Linked DNA regions of Zea mays: regions 1 and 2 are each linked to region 3. A link is a contact called in public Hi-C data. All regions are on one chromosome and are shown on one strand. The core of a region is the stretch at or near the end of the contact, and the rest is flanking DNA. Distances in the headings are between cores, read along the strand shown.

What was found. A called contact is a pair of places that touch in the nucleus more often than the background predicts.
Region 1: a contact with region 3 is called in a Hi-C map of endosperm, with 4 times the contacts expected there. The contact joins the enhancer-like site here to the promoter of LOC100276256 in region 3. A contact is called at or near these places in 2 of 25 Hi-C or Micro-C datasets (endosperm and leaf).
Region 2: a Hi-C map of endosperm shows a contact between it and region 3, with 4 times the contacts expected there. The contact joins the enhancer-like site here to the promoter of LOC100276256 in region 3. A contact is called at or near these places in 4 of 25 Hi-C or Micro-C datasets (ear, endosperm, leaf and 1 more).

Annotation. Positions count from the first base shown.
Region 1 is chr4:149,366,925-149,371,655 of Zm-B73-REFERENCE-NAM-5.0, forward strand. No RefSeq gene overlaps it. Among protein-coding and RNA genes, the nearest start is that of LOC103653812, 10 kb to the left of the region's middle. Within about 2 kb of position 3,412, at least 15 of the 20 cell types and tissues checked have an H3K27ac peak or open chromatin away from gene starts, as enhancers often do. A contact at or near this core is called in endosperm, where this site is marked.
Region 2 is chr4:149,184,340-149,188,800 of Zm-B73-REFERENCE-NAM-5.0, forward strand. It overlaps LOC100276301, which reads left to right. Exons shown (of 5, transcript NM_001374050.1): 2 at 827-971; 3 at 1,590-1,699; 4 at 1,825-2,254; 5 at 2,343-3,031. The coding sequence ends at 2,590. Among protein-coding and RNA genes, the nearest start is that of LOC100276301, 11 kb to the left of the region's middle. Within about 2 kb of position 2,727, at least 3 of the 20 cell types and tissues checked have an H3K27ac peak or open chromatin away from gene starts, as enhancers often do. A contact at or near this core is called in endosperm, where this site is marked.
Region 3 is chr4:149,287,718-149,292,444 of Zm-B73-REFERENCE-NAM-5.0, forward strand. It overlaps LOC100276256, which reads right to left and starts at 1,539. Exons shown (of 8, transcript NM_001150088.1): 1 at 823-1,539. The coding sequence starts at 1,127.

The DNA.
Region 1 (4,731 bases), core at 2,162-4,661, 81 kb after region 3:
TAGTACATTTACCATTCTTTTCCTTTTTGGGGTCACTGATGGCCCCTTTTGGTTTTTTGCTGTTTCAATATTTACTGCAGGACTCAAAACTTCTAATGTTTTTTCCTTAGTCGGCTTTTTCGCTTCTTCCATTTTTTCTGTGGATGGTGCTTCGGCCATCTCTGCAGTTTCTGGCAGCAAGGTTGGCTGTTCAGCTTCGGTGGCCGAAGAAGCTTCTCCGGTGAACTCAGGCACCGAAGCTGGTTCAATATAGCGTGGCCGGTGTGTGAGGACTTTTATCCTCTTTCTCTTTGATTCTGGCTCGCTAGGAGCAGTTGCAGCTTCCTCTTCTGCAGAGGTTGTGTTCTTTCTTTTCTGCCCTCGAGTGGGATAACGATAGTCAGGGTAGACAAACCCAATGGCATCGAATACCCGATTCAGTCTCTTCTTTTTTCGGCCTCCGAAGGCTGCTGACATTGCATTATCTTCAGCCTTCGAGTAGGTCCCGAGTAGCTCATCACTTAAATTGTCAATGCTTTTCAACCACTCATCATCTGGCTCAATAAATTTATCTCCAAATTTGAAGGTGTACTTCAGTCTCACAAGCTCACCCTCGTCGGCCTCTTTCATGGTTTCTTGTGGCATTTCCCATTTCTCAGCAAGCGGCCACACCCTGAAGGCGATATGTTCTTGTACTAAGTCCCTTGTTCCTATAAAAGAGCAGACAACGCCGAAGGCTCTTCGGCACTCTTCGGCGGCTTCGTTCATTTCAACCTTCGGCCTCCGAAGGCCGAAGCTTTGCCAAATAGGACGCATAATTATACCTTTGATGTCTTCTCGTGCTGATAAGTCATTCTTCACATAAAACCATTCTGTCATCCAATCCCCGGGCCATCTCCTCCGAAAGGTTGGTACGGGACAGCTTGCCCCGGACCGAGAAACGAAGCTGTAGCAGCCAAAGTTGTTATGGTACTGTTCTTTGCCCCAAGGCTTTGTTTCATATAATAATTCATGAACATTACAGAAGCTTCTTGCGTCAGGCTTCAGACCTTGGCTCCTCGCGGCCCACACGAAGATATTTAGCCTTATAATTGCCTCGGGAGTAAGTTGATGAAGATAGACTTCGAAGATTTTCAACACCTCCACGACGAAGCTGCTCAAGGGGAATCGCAGTCCAGCTTTCAAAAAGCTTCGGTACACCACAACTTCATTTTCTTCAGGGTGTGGACAAGTTTTTCCCCTTCGTCCGCCCTCGCAATGGACAGATCCCGGAAATACCTTCCTCTCATATTAACAAGATGATTCTCTTTGATAGTTGATTTACCATAAACTGAATGGCTTGGTCGCCAGGGGCGATCTTCGGAGTCTTCGCCACCGCTGTCCACATCATAACTTTCACTGTCACCAGTATCTTCAGACAGCCCCTCCAGAATTTCCTTGGTAATCTTTTCTGTGTTGGACTTCGACATCGCTATAAGAAACCCTAGGTTCTTCTCTTCATCAAGACTCAGCTTCATCTCAGCAGCAGCCTTCTTAGCAGCTTCAGACATCTTCGGAAGCGCTAAAAAACTGTTTTTAAAAGCCGAAGCTTCAAAGCTAAAAACTTAGCAGATCACAGTGCACAAGAGCTAAAAAATGAATGAGCAGGAGTGGTTGGCCAGAAAGCGTGCGAAATAAGTTTGCGGCATGGCCGTATTTATACGCTTGATGCGTTGAAAGTTGAAAGACCCCACTTGTCATTGAATGTTGCTATTCTAGCAAAGGGAAGGTGTTTTTTCGGACCTTCGGCTCAAGGCCTTCGTCCATATCGCAATCTGAATTTATTATTTACAAATTAATATTGCGAGGGGCTACTGTTGGGGGCCTTCGTCCTCCGAAGGTCCTCAAAAACATGATTTGACAATGTTTTCCGAGTGGATTATGTGAACAGGTATTTTCGGATCCAGAATTATGAATATGGAGCACGGCCAGGACGAAGCCTGAACCAGACGAAGGTCGAGTGTAGCCGAAGCTGTGCGCAGGGAAGCTTCGGCGCGATGGCAGAAGGGGGAACCGACTTAAAGATGAAAAGACTTCGGGGGCCTCGACAGATTTCCATAAGCCGTTAACAAATGTAATGGACATGGATGTAATTTTACGTGGGCTGCGTCCCGCGTCTATAAATAGATGAACAGTACTCCCGTACTGTTCACGCTGACTTGGCATTTGCTTTTGGCATCACGCTCGTACTTTTCACCTTCTCTCAGGACCGAAGGTACATTTGTAATTTGGAATCATTTCTGTTTTTCCATGTTAATAAAATAGAAATGATTCTATGGTGATGCTTATATCATATTTCATGCTTTATGTGAGTCCTTCGTCATTACTTGTTATGTTTACGAAGGTATGTCTCTCATGACCTTCGTCCGAGACTCATTATTTCCCGAAGGAACATAATGCTTCGAAGGACGAAGGATTTTAACACTTAACACTTTTTATGTTGCCTTGTTCTTAACTCTTAGCACTTGAGAACAAGTCCCCAACAATGTGTATGTCTTTATGATTTGTGTATAAAAATCTGTGATTTGTGGTGCTTAATTAAATGTATATTATTATTAACAACAACTGTAACAAGGGCGACTTTCTGTTGGTTGCTAAATATATAGTATGACGACTTACGGTTGGTTGCTAAATCTGTACTACAGCAACCCACGGTTGGTCGCTAAAAATACAATATTAGCAACGGACGGTCGGTCGCTAAAAAGATGTCGGTCGCTAAAGCCTTTAGCGACGGCACCTACAGCGACCATCCTTATGGGTCGCTAAAGGTTTTTAGCGACCAACCGTAGGTCGCTAAAAGCCGCTTTAGCAACCAACCGTAGGTCGCTGTAAGTGAACCGTCGTGTAGTGTGTCTTTGTTTCTTTGTGTGCCTTCGTCTGAGATGTTGATATTCCCGATCACCTCTTTCTCTCCATCTAAATGCACGTTGCATCCTTTGAACTATACTTATAATATTAGTTCAAATGGTTATATGGATAATCAAAAATCAAAACTTAACCATTAGGTGTCGGTCTTTTTTTTTTGACAAACTGGATGATCCGCTGTATGTGCAGTACTCACCGGATCATCCGACGCTTGCTGACGCATGGGGACCAAAAACCATTGGACAGTGGCGGATGATTCGTAAGCATTCTATCTTCATCACCCAGATTAGGCCTTGTTCGGTTACATCGGATTGTACCCGGAATCGTTCCGGCTAATCAAAGTTTATATAAATTAGAGAAGCAATCCGGCTCGGAATCGTTCCGACCCACCAATCCGACACAAACGAACAAGGCCTTACTGTGCCTGGATGCCGGCCCCACCCGGCCGTCAGTCGGCAGTAGTGGCCGAGGCGAGGATCCGTTAGTCGCTGACACGCCAGTGCCTATGATTGGCTTCTCCGGCCGGTGTACCTGTGAGAAAAAGGTAGTGCGGCAAGGTGCCGCCCGCGCGACACATCGCGCCACATGGGGATAGTGCAAGGTCCAGGCGGAAAGCACCAGCAACAGCAACCAGTCCAGCGAGCGCCGAGCAACCACCGCACGACGACGACGAGGGCAAGACGGCCAGCTGCAGGCTCCGGCGCGAGACGGAGTCCAGACGAGATGCAACATGCAAGCGAGGAGTGACGTGGCCCTGCTGCATGCGCTCCCGGCCGCCATGATCGTACCGTGGCGTGGAAAGCGAACGACCATGGTAGTTGGTTCTTGGCCGCCGACAACGGACTGGTCGTGTGCGTCAGCGACTCAGCGTGCTTGATCTTCTGTACGTACCGGTACCGCACACACGTACTGTCGCTGAAAACCCGATCGAAGAACGTGTGCGACGAAATAAACTAGCCGCTCGAAGAAAGCACGTACGTACGCGATACACGGGCACCGTAGTGCCAAGCTCTACTGCTTTTCTGATGGTTGAGTCCGTAACAGTAGTGGCGCCTCTCTTCCTCCGCGGTCCGGTACTTAATAATCAGCGGTCGTTTTCCGACCCTTGCATGCATCAGAACTGCACATGCATGTAATTCGATCGATTATTCATCGCTTGCGTGGTGGTGAAACTACTAAAGCGCTTTTTTTTTCTTTTTTGCGAGGAAAAAAGCGCTTTATTTGTTGAGCTCCCGAGTCGGTCTGACGTGTTTTCGTTGCGTTTCGACATGCATGCCAACTTGGACGGTGGGAGAAACGAAACTGGGCAACTAAAAGCTCTTTTTGCTGGTTTACATATATCCAAGGTCGGCACACTTGTGCCAGGGAATTGTCTTATGTTACGACGACATTTTTTATGACTTTATTTGTACTCTCTCTATTCTAATTTATAATTCGTTTGATTTTTTTACCTAGTTTAATTAGCTCGACTTATTCAAAATTCTAGTGAAATACTGAAAATTCAAAGCCAAAATTAAAATATATTATATGGTAAACAATATCACAGTAAAAATTTATAATAATTGTAAAAAAGTTTAAATAAGATGTGGTTAAACTTAAATTTAAAAAAGTCAAACGAAATATAAATTGAAACGCCAGAATATTTTTTAGGTATGACCGCTTCCTTTATTTTACCACGTGCCGGACTTTCCACTTTCTTCCATGAAGTGGGCGGCGGACTTCTGATTTTCTTTGTTAACGGGTTTCATGATAAAGGGACTTTATATATACACACACACGCGCGTTTTGATTTGAATCATGGCATTTATCACATACAACACCTCTTTACCACCACACCACTATATACTC
Region 2 (4,461 bases), core at 1,477-3,976, 100 kb before region 3:
CAAGAGTAAGCTCAGCTAGGAATCAGATATGTCTACTGGCCTTCTTTTTATACTTACTGTGACTCATATTGTCATATATAGTAGTTAATTAGTTATATACATAATATATATATAATTTATGGCTATATTGCCAAAACGCCTAGAAAAGCGCCTAGAAGCGCCTAAGACCGAGTACTCCCGACTAGGCGCTAGGCAATGGGTCACCGCCTAGATTCCGCCTAGCGCCTAGCTGAACCTTGGCGGAAGCTATTATGTCTATGTGTTTATTTGCATAGGTAGGTGATACGTGGGAAGCAGGCATCTCAAGGTTGCAATAGACAGTGTTTGTGTTTAGAATATTGTGCCAGTGCCTCAATTTTATTAGATGAACATTGGGACGTCAGCTATTTGACTGGACCAATAGTGTGTAAACGGAAAATGAACGCCGCTGCTTTTCTGTCAAACTTAAGTCCCCTTTGAGTTCATCATGGGATCTGTTTTATTTTTCACTATGCTCCTTCAGTTATGTGAATCATTGTTCTTTTTTTTTTCTGGGGGGGGGATAATAAAGTTATGGTGTTTGCATTATGAATGCATGTTACCATGATTTTAGGATTTCATAGAGTTTTAAAACTTCGCTGCCGTTGAAATACTAAAATAGATGCTCCTCCACATGATACTTATCTTTTCTGCTCTTACGATATTCTCCTCCTTTTTGGTTGTTGATTCATTGTATATGATGCAGCTTACTTTTCATATTGAACCTGTACTCTTGTAGTGACTTATCTTCACTGCATATCCCTAGCTTGTAGTTTCTACTGGTTTGATTGTTCAGTCCTGTTCTCAGGTGTTAGCTGTTGTTTATGCCATCATGACGACAAGAAATGAGGATCTAACTTGGCAAATGAGGGCAATACGAGTGCTACCTATGTTCATTCTTCCTGCTGTATCCTCTGTCATATATTCAACAGTTGTTAACTTCACAAGGATGTGTAAGTACTCAGAAAGCCCTGTTAGGAAACACTGTTTCTAATATAACTTGTAGAATATACCAGGTTTTGAATTTTCATTTATTTTTGCAGTTTTATAAGAGATTCTATATTTTCCTTTTGTTTTCTCACCTATAAAATCTGCATGATCTGTAGTAGAAATTATGATGGGTATTTTATTCAGAGTTAGCATTATGTGGCTCACGAATCTGTTGTTTATAACACAAAGCTTGTATTTTGTTTTGAATGTTGCTCAATTTCTCCTTGTCAACATTTTGAAACTTATCTGTTGTCAAACTGGGAATTTCGTCAGTACAGATCATGAGAAAGTAGATTGATGTCCCAGTTATGCTGACGATTCACATTTTTTCCTCCCAAAACAACCTTAAAACCTGACTTAAAACTAGCTTAATGAGAAATCTGAAAACAAGCTTAAGAAGAACTGTTCTTGTGCTATAATACCTACTTGGTTAAAATACTTGGTCTTGGTCATACCCCTCGTTCCCCTGGGTGTATTGCATGGCTATCTGCACTGTATACTTGTGGCAACTTCTGTATGTGTCCGCAAAACGATCTTGAAATGCTGTTTGTTTGTTTGCTCCTATCCATGTCTGTTTCCAGTTGAGCAGAAAGACCAGAAGACCCTTGAAAAATTGAGGGCTGAGAGGAAAGCCAAGATTGATGAGCTTAAAGAGAGAACAAATTATTATCTAACACAGCAGCTTATTCAGGTAAGTGGACAAATTGCCATTACTCAATCAACATAAATTCACTAGTTGCTAGTATCAAATTTTACCATGTCTCTTGCCACACTAATTCTGAACTGTGGTATGTACTATTAATCATGCATGTGCAGAAATATGATCTTGATCCAGCCGCAAAGGCTGCAGCAGCTTCTGTTTTGGCATCTAAGCTTGGGGAGGAGACTGGCTTAAAAGTTCATGTTGGAGAAGAACCAAAGCTGGATGCTGCAGTGGCCAGAAGCAATGATGTTGAGATAGTACCTTCAGATGGTTTGAGAAACAGGAAGCAACCCAGTGCAAGAGGAAGCAGGACTGGGAGCCCCACTTCTCATACCCCAGCACAGGGAACTGAAACTAATCTACCTCCTGCTCCTGCTAGTGCTGGCCTGGAAACTGCACCAGCTCCAGTGGTGGTAGAGCATCATCAAGGTTCAGGGGCTAGTGATGGTGGTGGATGGATTGCAAAGATTGCTGCCTTACTTGTGGGGGAGGACCCATCACAGTCGTATGCTTTGATATGTGGCAGCTGCCATATGCATAACGGTGTGTATTATAGATCAAGCTCTTTTGATATTTTTCACATACCATACCTAAATATCGGATGCATTACCTAATATACCAATTTTTGCAGGCTTGGCCCGAAAGGAAGATTACCCACATGTTACTTACTACTGCCCGCATTGTCATGCATTAAACACATCAAAACAGTCCATGGGGCAATACTCAGGCTCCAACTCAGGCCGGTCGACCCCTGTTGTTCTGGCTGATGGATTATCTACTTCCAGTTCAGTACAAGAGACTGAATTGAGTAACCTGACGACATTGCAGGAGCTACCCGAGGAAGGAAAGACAGACAAGCAACAAGTGGAGGCAAGTTGATGGTTCTTATGACTTGTACTGTTGATGTGTGTGGAACTAGTTTATCTTTAGACTTATATCGTCATGTGTTCAACTGGTGGAGCCACAAATTTAGCACTGTTGTAAATTGGAAATAGTGAGTGATATGATCCTCGGAAGCATAGCACGCAAAAACAAGAAATGGGACATGGTGTACATCCTTGAGTGGATGATTTTTTGTTGTCATATAGAGCGCGAAGTCTTCTTCCTGCGAGACAAAAAGCTATATGACGTTCAGACAAGATGGTGGTGCAGGATATAACATAAGATCATTGCTTGTTCAGAGAACAGCGACATGTAGAATTTTTTGCGTTTGTCTTGACCTTCGGTCTTTTCTTTGTTGTTTGTTACATTACCACCTTACAGCATTTCGTACACAGTTTCCTTATGATGTTGAAACCGTACTTTTCATTTGGCGTTGCTTGATGTGTTCTTTGTTTTTTACCGCACCTTTCTATTTGCTCGCAAACTAATGCAGCGCAAATAGAAACGGCTTCTCCACTTTCTCCAAAACTAGAAAGTAAAAGAATACATTTTCCACTTTGCCTTAAAGGCATGTACAATCTAGGTACTATATTGTGGTTTTTCAAACAATAGGTACACCTTAGCATATAACTCAATATATTTAAGTCTTAGAATCCTTCGAGATACAACTCATTTATATAGGTTATATATGTAGAACCGGATCTAGACTTAAAGAACCGTACTAAAGACGTTTCTTCACTTGTTATATTTTTTGCACTTAGCCTTGATACTTCTTAAGATACAAGACATCTATGTGGGTTGTAAATGCCTTAACGTGTCACTCAGTCGAGCCCAACTTGCCCTAGAGCGCTATAAAACATGCATATGCATTATGTGGCTCTTGGTGCACATCATTAATTCTAGGTTTACCATATCTGGATATTCAGCAGAAATTTTCATGACCAATCTATGTGCATTTGTATAACAGTATGGATTTAGGGAGTACTCCATCCATTTTAAATTATAATTGTTTGCATCCAGTAAAGACTACAATATACGAAAAATAAACCAATACTTATTTGACAATTGAATTTTATTGAACGGACAATATTTGCTAGTGTTTTATATAGTTTAAAGGAGGTAACGTGAAATTGGACGAAGGCAAATTGAGGATCAAGAAGATCAACACTTCAAGCAAGACCTAAGAAGATTCATGAAAAACCTATAAATGTCATGCGATAGTCTAAGTCACAAGATGGAAGGAGCATGTACGAAGCAACAAAGAAAAACAAGCTATTCAGCAACAATATGTTTAGTGACACACCGAACAAAACACTAGATATGAATTACACTGCAGCAAAGAAAGAGCTACAGAGATAGATTGCACTCGACACACATGTATGCACGTGGGGCACTGGATATGGTACTCAGTATGATATATATAAGACACTGGATCTACGTGTTTGAGATATTCAGAAAGAGCTACAGAGATAGATTGCACTAGATCTATATGTTTGAGATATTCATAAGACACTAGGCATGTACGATATACGGGTGGATACCCTACCGAATAGGATACCCAGAGAGGTTGCACACCAACCCAAGAAGAACTACAATGCATCGGACTTGTACAGTGTAGTATCGGTCAAAGTACCATATGCCCTTACTCAAACAGTCGACAACGACTAATTCCAATAGCTAGTTGACGTCGACAGACATCAACATATCCAGTGACTGCATCGAAGTGTCTAGTAAGTATGTAGAAATTTTGTATTGCTTTCAATGGCTAGTTTGGACCTACAACGCTATATTATCTCAAGTTCTCAACCGGTCATTTTAGGTGTGTGGAAGTTAAGAAACGTTGCTAGAGAGTTAATACTCTATTCCTA
Region 3 (4,727 bases), core at 289-2,788:
TCCTGAATATAATGGATTTTCAGTTGGCTTAAGACAAACCATCCTAATTTTGACCAAATTTGTAGAAAAGAACAATAATATTTACAAGATCAAATGAACTTTATTATATATATTATGGTGTGCGAAAGGGTCTCTAGCCTAGTGGTTAAGGGTTTCCGAGTAGAACCTTCAAGTCTTGGGTTCGTTTCCCCTTGGGGGCAAATTTTCTAGTTTGGTTTAAAAAATCTCCTCGCTGTGTTCTATCCGCTCTCGGGTTACGATGTCCTGTGCGCCACCCTCTGGTTAGGCCGTTGCAGAGTGGACAGTTAACGTCGACCCGTTAGTGATGGGGGCCAGGGTTCAGGGATTTTTTCTCGGCCACGACCATTGTTTCGGTCTCTTCTTAATATAATACCAGGAGGAAGGTCATTCCCTCCCCGGTCGATTTTTTTTAAAAAAAAATCATTGGTGTCGTAGTCTCTAGATATTATTGCTCAGCTCTACAAACTTGGTCAAACTTAGGATTGTTTGACTTAAGACAACTGAATATCCATTATATTCCAGGACCGAGGGAGTGGTTATTTAGGCAGCACAAAATCTTGGCAGTTTGACCTCAACTTCAATGCATGGTCATGATCAAATTGTTAAGGAACTGAATAGTAAATATAGGATAAAAAGTCACATTATTAAGGTGAGATGAAAATAGCTACTTAATTCAGTTTTTTTTTCAACATTTATATGGCAGTATATCTTACAGTTCCATATATCTTACGTAATATTTGCAACAAAACTTTCCTCATCTTGGAAGAAAGTTAATTCAGAATAAATGGCAGTATATCTTACTTGTTGAGGCCATCATTCAACAATTGCAGCTCCGGATAGGACCACTCCACAGCCAACGGTGCAGTATACTTGAGGTTCTGGCAAGAAAACTCAGCACTCATGTTTGGTGAACCAGTGGATACAATCGTTGAAGTTGTAGTGTTCAACATCGCCATATTGCCATTCATTCCACTGGAAGTGTCTAGACAAACTGGTATGGCTCCTGATACACTAGTAACTGAACTCGTCTGAAATGAAACCACATGTTGGTTGCAGAATGAATGTGGAAATACCCCGTAGTGATTAGGATCTGTTGACATCTGCATGCCAGAAGTAATTTTGCTCTCCCACTTCGCCCTCACGAACACGTCATCAGGCTTCACAGGACACTTATAAGTTGTCAAGCCCTCTTGAAACTTTCTTCCAAGATGAGGAAAGTTTTGTTGCAAATATTACAGTTCCATTGTCAGAGAACCCAGATAAGCTCGGCAACCAGGGCTCCATAAACTCATCAAAGTAACCATGGATGTCATCCAAACTATGATGGTAATTTGCAAAGCTTGACTGAACAAATCTTTCTTCAAACAAAAGTACTCAGTTCTGAGAGACTTCCACATTAGACATGAAACAAGAAACATTGGTGAATCTGGTCCTCGGGAACAATAAAAAAGAGCTAGAGAATTTTTTATCAAACACGTAGAAGAGCTAAATATCATTATATTAAGAACTACAGATTCGACAGCTCACAAAGTAGTAAAATAATCACAATGCAATCCAATTCAAAATAAACTTCCAGCTGGTGAGCGAGAACCAACTTTTCAAAGAGAAGAACCAGTAATCACTTCACAAGAAGAAGAATACCATCCAATGCACAGTCAGTTTGTTTTTTATTGCAGTCAAATGTCCTCAATAACTAGGTACTCACATGGGTCTTACAAGAAGTGGCTAACCAAAGCTGGCACAACTAGATGGACTATCATTAGCACTTACATATACGAAAAAATAATTCAACCATGTCAGCAGCAGAACACTATAGTACACAGAGCAAGAGTCTTACATTCAGTACAAGTTAATTATATCAAAAGCACATCATAGAGACATAGATGAATTTACAAACACGAGTGCATGTTTCTGTTTGTAAAGATAGTACTAACATCATGGTAGGACGTAGGAGCGAGTTGTGGGACTTCTCAGGGGAATTGAACATGAGATTTTTCACCGCAACAAAGCACCAAAACTGAAACGAACTATCCAAAGTTGACGACACAAGGTTTTAATCATGCCTTCAGTCTTGACAAATCGAAGAGGAGATTAGCAAAATAACCTTTTGAAAACTAGCCTTCTCTAGGGACTGTACAATACCAACAGAAGCTAACAAGAAGGCAGAGAGTCCAAACCCTCCAGCACCTTCGGTGGACACTGGACACAGACACCTCAAGATGGAGACCGCTGCAGACAATAGATCGAACTGGTCGTACACTAGAGAAGCAGCACGGGAAGACTCGAACGAAAAGGAAGAAACCAAATCAAGCAACGATGATTACACGAAAGACGGTGGCCCCCAGGCGCTATCCGTGAGGAGCTCGCTTTCCACATCGAATTCCACGGCAGCCCGAGCGACCGCCAAGCTCCCTTCGTTCCACTAGGTCACGCAAACGAACGGAAAAAAAAAGCACTAACGCACGAGCGCAGCGGCCCGGCCGCCGGCCGGCACCAAATCGGGGTGTTTTCCGGATCACGCTACCGAACTCCATGAGCCCAGTAAATCAAGAAACGCACCTGTGCCGGAGCCGCAGCGCAGCAGCGGCAGAAGACGCAAGGGTGCAGGGGGGCGCAGCAGCTATAGCGATCGATCCTGCCGTGAATGGAGTGTGAGGTGGTGGTCTCTTCTTCGCCGTGCCGTGTGCTTGGTTGGCCTTCTTTAAATGGTGGTGCCGTCCGGCTTTGTGCGCTCCAATGGAAAAGGCAGGCAGGGTGCGGGGGAGAGGAGGGGAGAGCGCAACTAAAAAGCGGCGGCCCCGCCGACCCCAAAGGCGAGACGTTGCTCGTTTATATGCGCCCAAAAAGGAAGGGCCGGGGGCGGGCAAAGCGCAGTTCAGTTGCACAACTTGCGGCACACCGCAAACGAGCCGAGCCGCCGCTGCCGCCGCCGTGATGGCCCGAAGAGAGGAGGACGAGGGGCAGACGAGATCTCTTGGAATTCAGCGCTGCGGGATGGAAACACTGGCGCCGGGATTCCCAATGCCTGCCAAACAATTATTGCCACCATAAACTAACTAGTACTGCTAGTCTACTCTCTCTCTCTCTCTTTCTCTCACACAGCTTTTCTTTGTTTCGCTTCCACTTTTTCTAGCGAGGAAAAGAATCGAGCACTCGTCGTCTCCTTTCTGGCGTCTCCTTCTTTTAAAAATCTTCCTCCTCTCCCCCTCCCTCGAATTGCTTTCCTGGTCACCAGCTTACTTGTTCCAATTGTGCGCTTGCATTTGTTTGCTAGATTAAAAGAGGGAAAGAATTCTCCCTCTGTCTCGTGGTGGTGTGCGTGGTATTCGCTCGGTGGCATCAGGAGGTAGGAGTAGGACATGACAGCTCCGAGCTCGTTTTTTTTAAGTCGAGTGCGGCCGAGCACAGTGGTGGCGCCATCGCAGGTATGGCCATGGCGGATTCATTCACAGTGGTTGTTGATGTGTCGGCCGGAGTGGTGGTGGGCGGCCGGTCAACTGGGACGGTAAAAGAGACAAAGATCTTTTTTTGCGTTCTCGCTTATCCTCTCGCCTCGCGCGATCCAAGTGTTTGTTGCGCAGAGATGTGTCTAGCTCTGCATCTGCTGCTATACTGGCCTACTTGTGATGAACTGTGGAGGAAGGTGCGGGTTTGCTTGGTCCTATTCTCTCCTACCGCAAGAAGTAGACTAGACCGGAGATTACAGGTGTCAGTGTTCTGAACTGGCTCTGAAACCTTCCTCTTTTTTCGTGAGGAAATGGTCATGGTTGGATGTGCCTGGATAGTGGATACTGATGAAGAATGGCAGCTCAAGGTTGTGTTTCTGGGGTCACTGATATTTGGATGGAAGTAGCATGCAAACACCTGACTGGATAAGTTTACAGAAAACAAAAGGATGAGCATAGTTCCTCATCTCTGTACGGCTCCTAGAGTCCCAGTAAGCCGCGTAAGTGATACCTAGAACTGGAACTGTGTAGTGGCATATTCTTGCTGAACAAATCACAAGTACATTTATTACTAAGATCTCGCGCAGAACGTGGAAAAGACTTCTTCAGGTTTCAGCCTTCTTCAGACATGTTTTTTTTACGTCAAGTTACACTACTTCCATGTAAGCGGCGGCGGTGGCACTAGTTTAGTATATGGGAAATCTCTGGATCTGTTGACCATGCTTGCTTACATTTCGCAGGGGCGGGATGGATATCTACGCGTGCTCCCTCTGACGCATGGAAATTAATTTGCTCAGCTGCTGGTGCAAATAAATAAATAAATAAATTTACTCCTATGTTAGCAAGCTCGTGGACCTCAAGGTCTGATTGTATAATTCAGGAGAAACGTGCAAGTAATTCCACATTGTCTCTTTTAATTTGTTAGTTTTAATCAAAGTGGTTCACGCCAAATCCAGGTCATCCAAACATCTTAAGCCCTTGTTCGGTTATTCTTATCTCATATGGATTGAATGAGATTGGAAAAATTATAAAATATTTTAACTTTTTTTGGGATTAAAACTCACTCAATCCTACACAATCCACATGGATTGAGAGCAAAACGAACAAGCCCTAAGAACTTGTTCGGTTATTCTTATCTCATGTGGATTGGATGATATTGGAAAAAATTATAAAAGATTTTGACTTGTTTGGAATTAAAACTTATCCAATCTAACTTAATTCACATTGATTGAGAGCAAAACAAACAAGCCCTAACGTGGC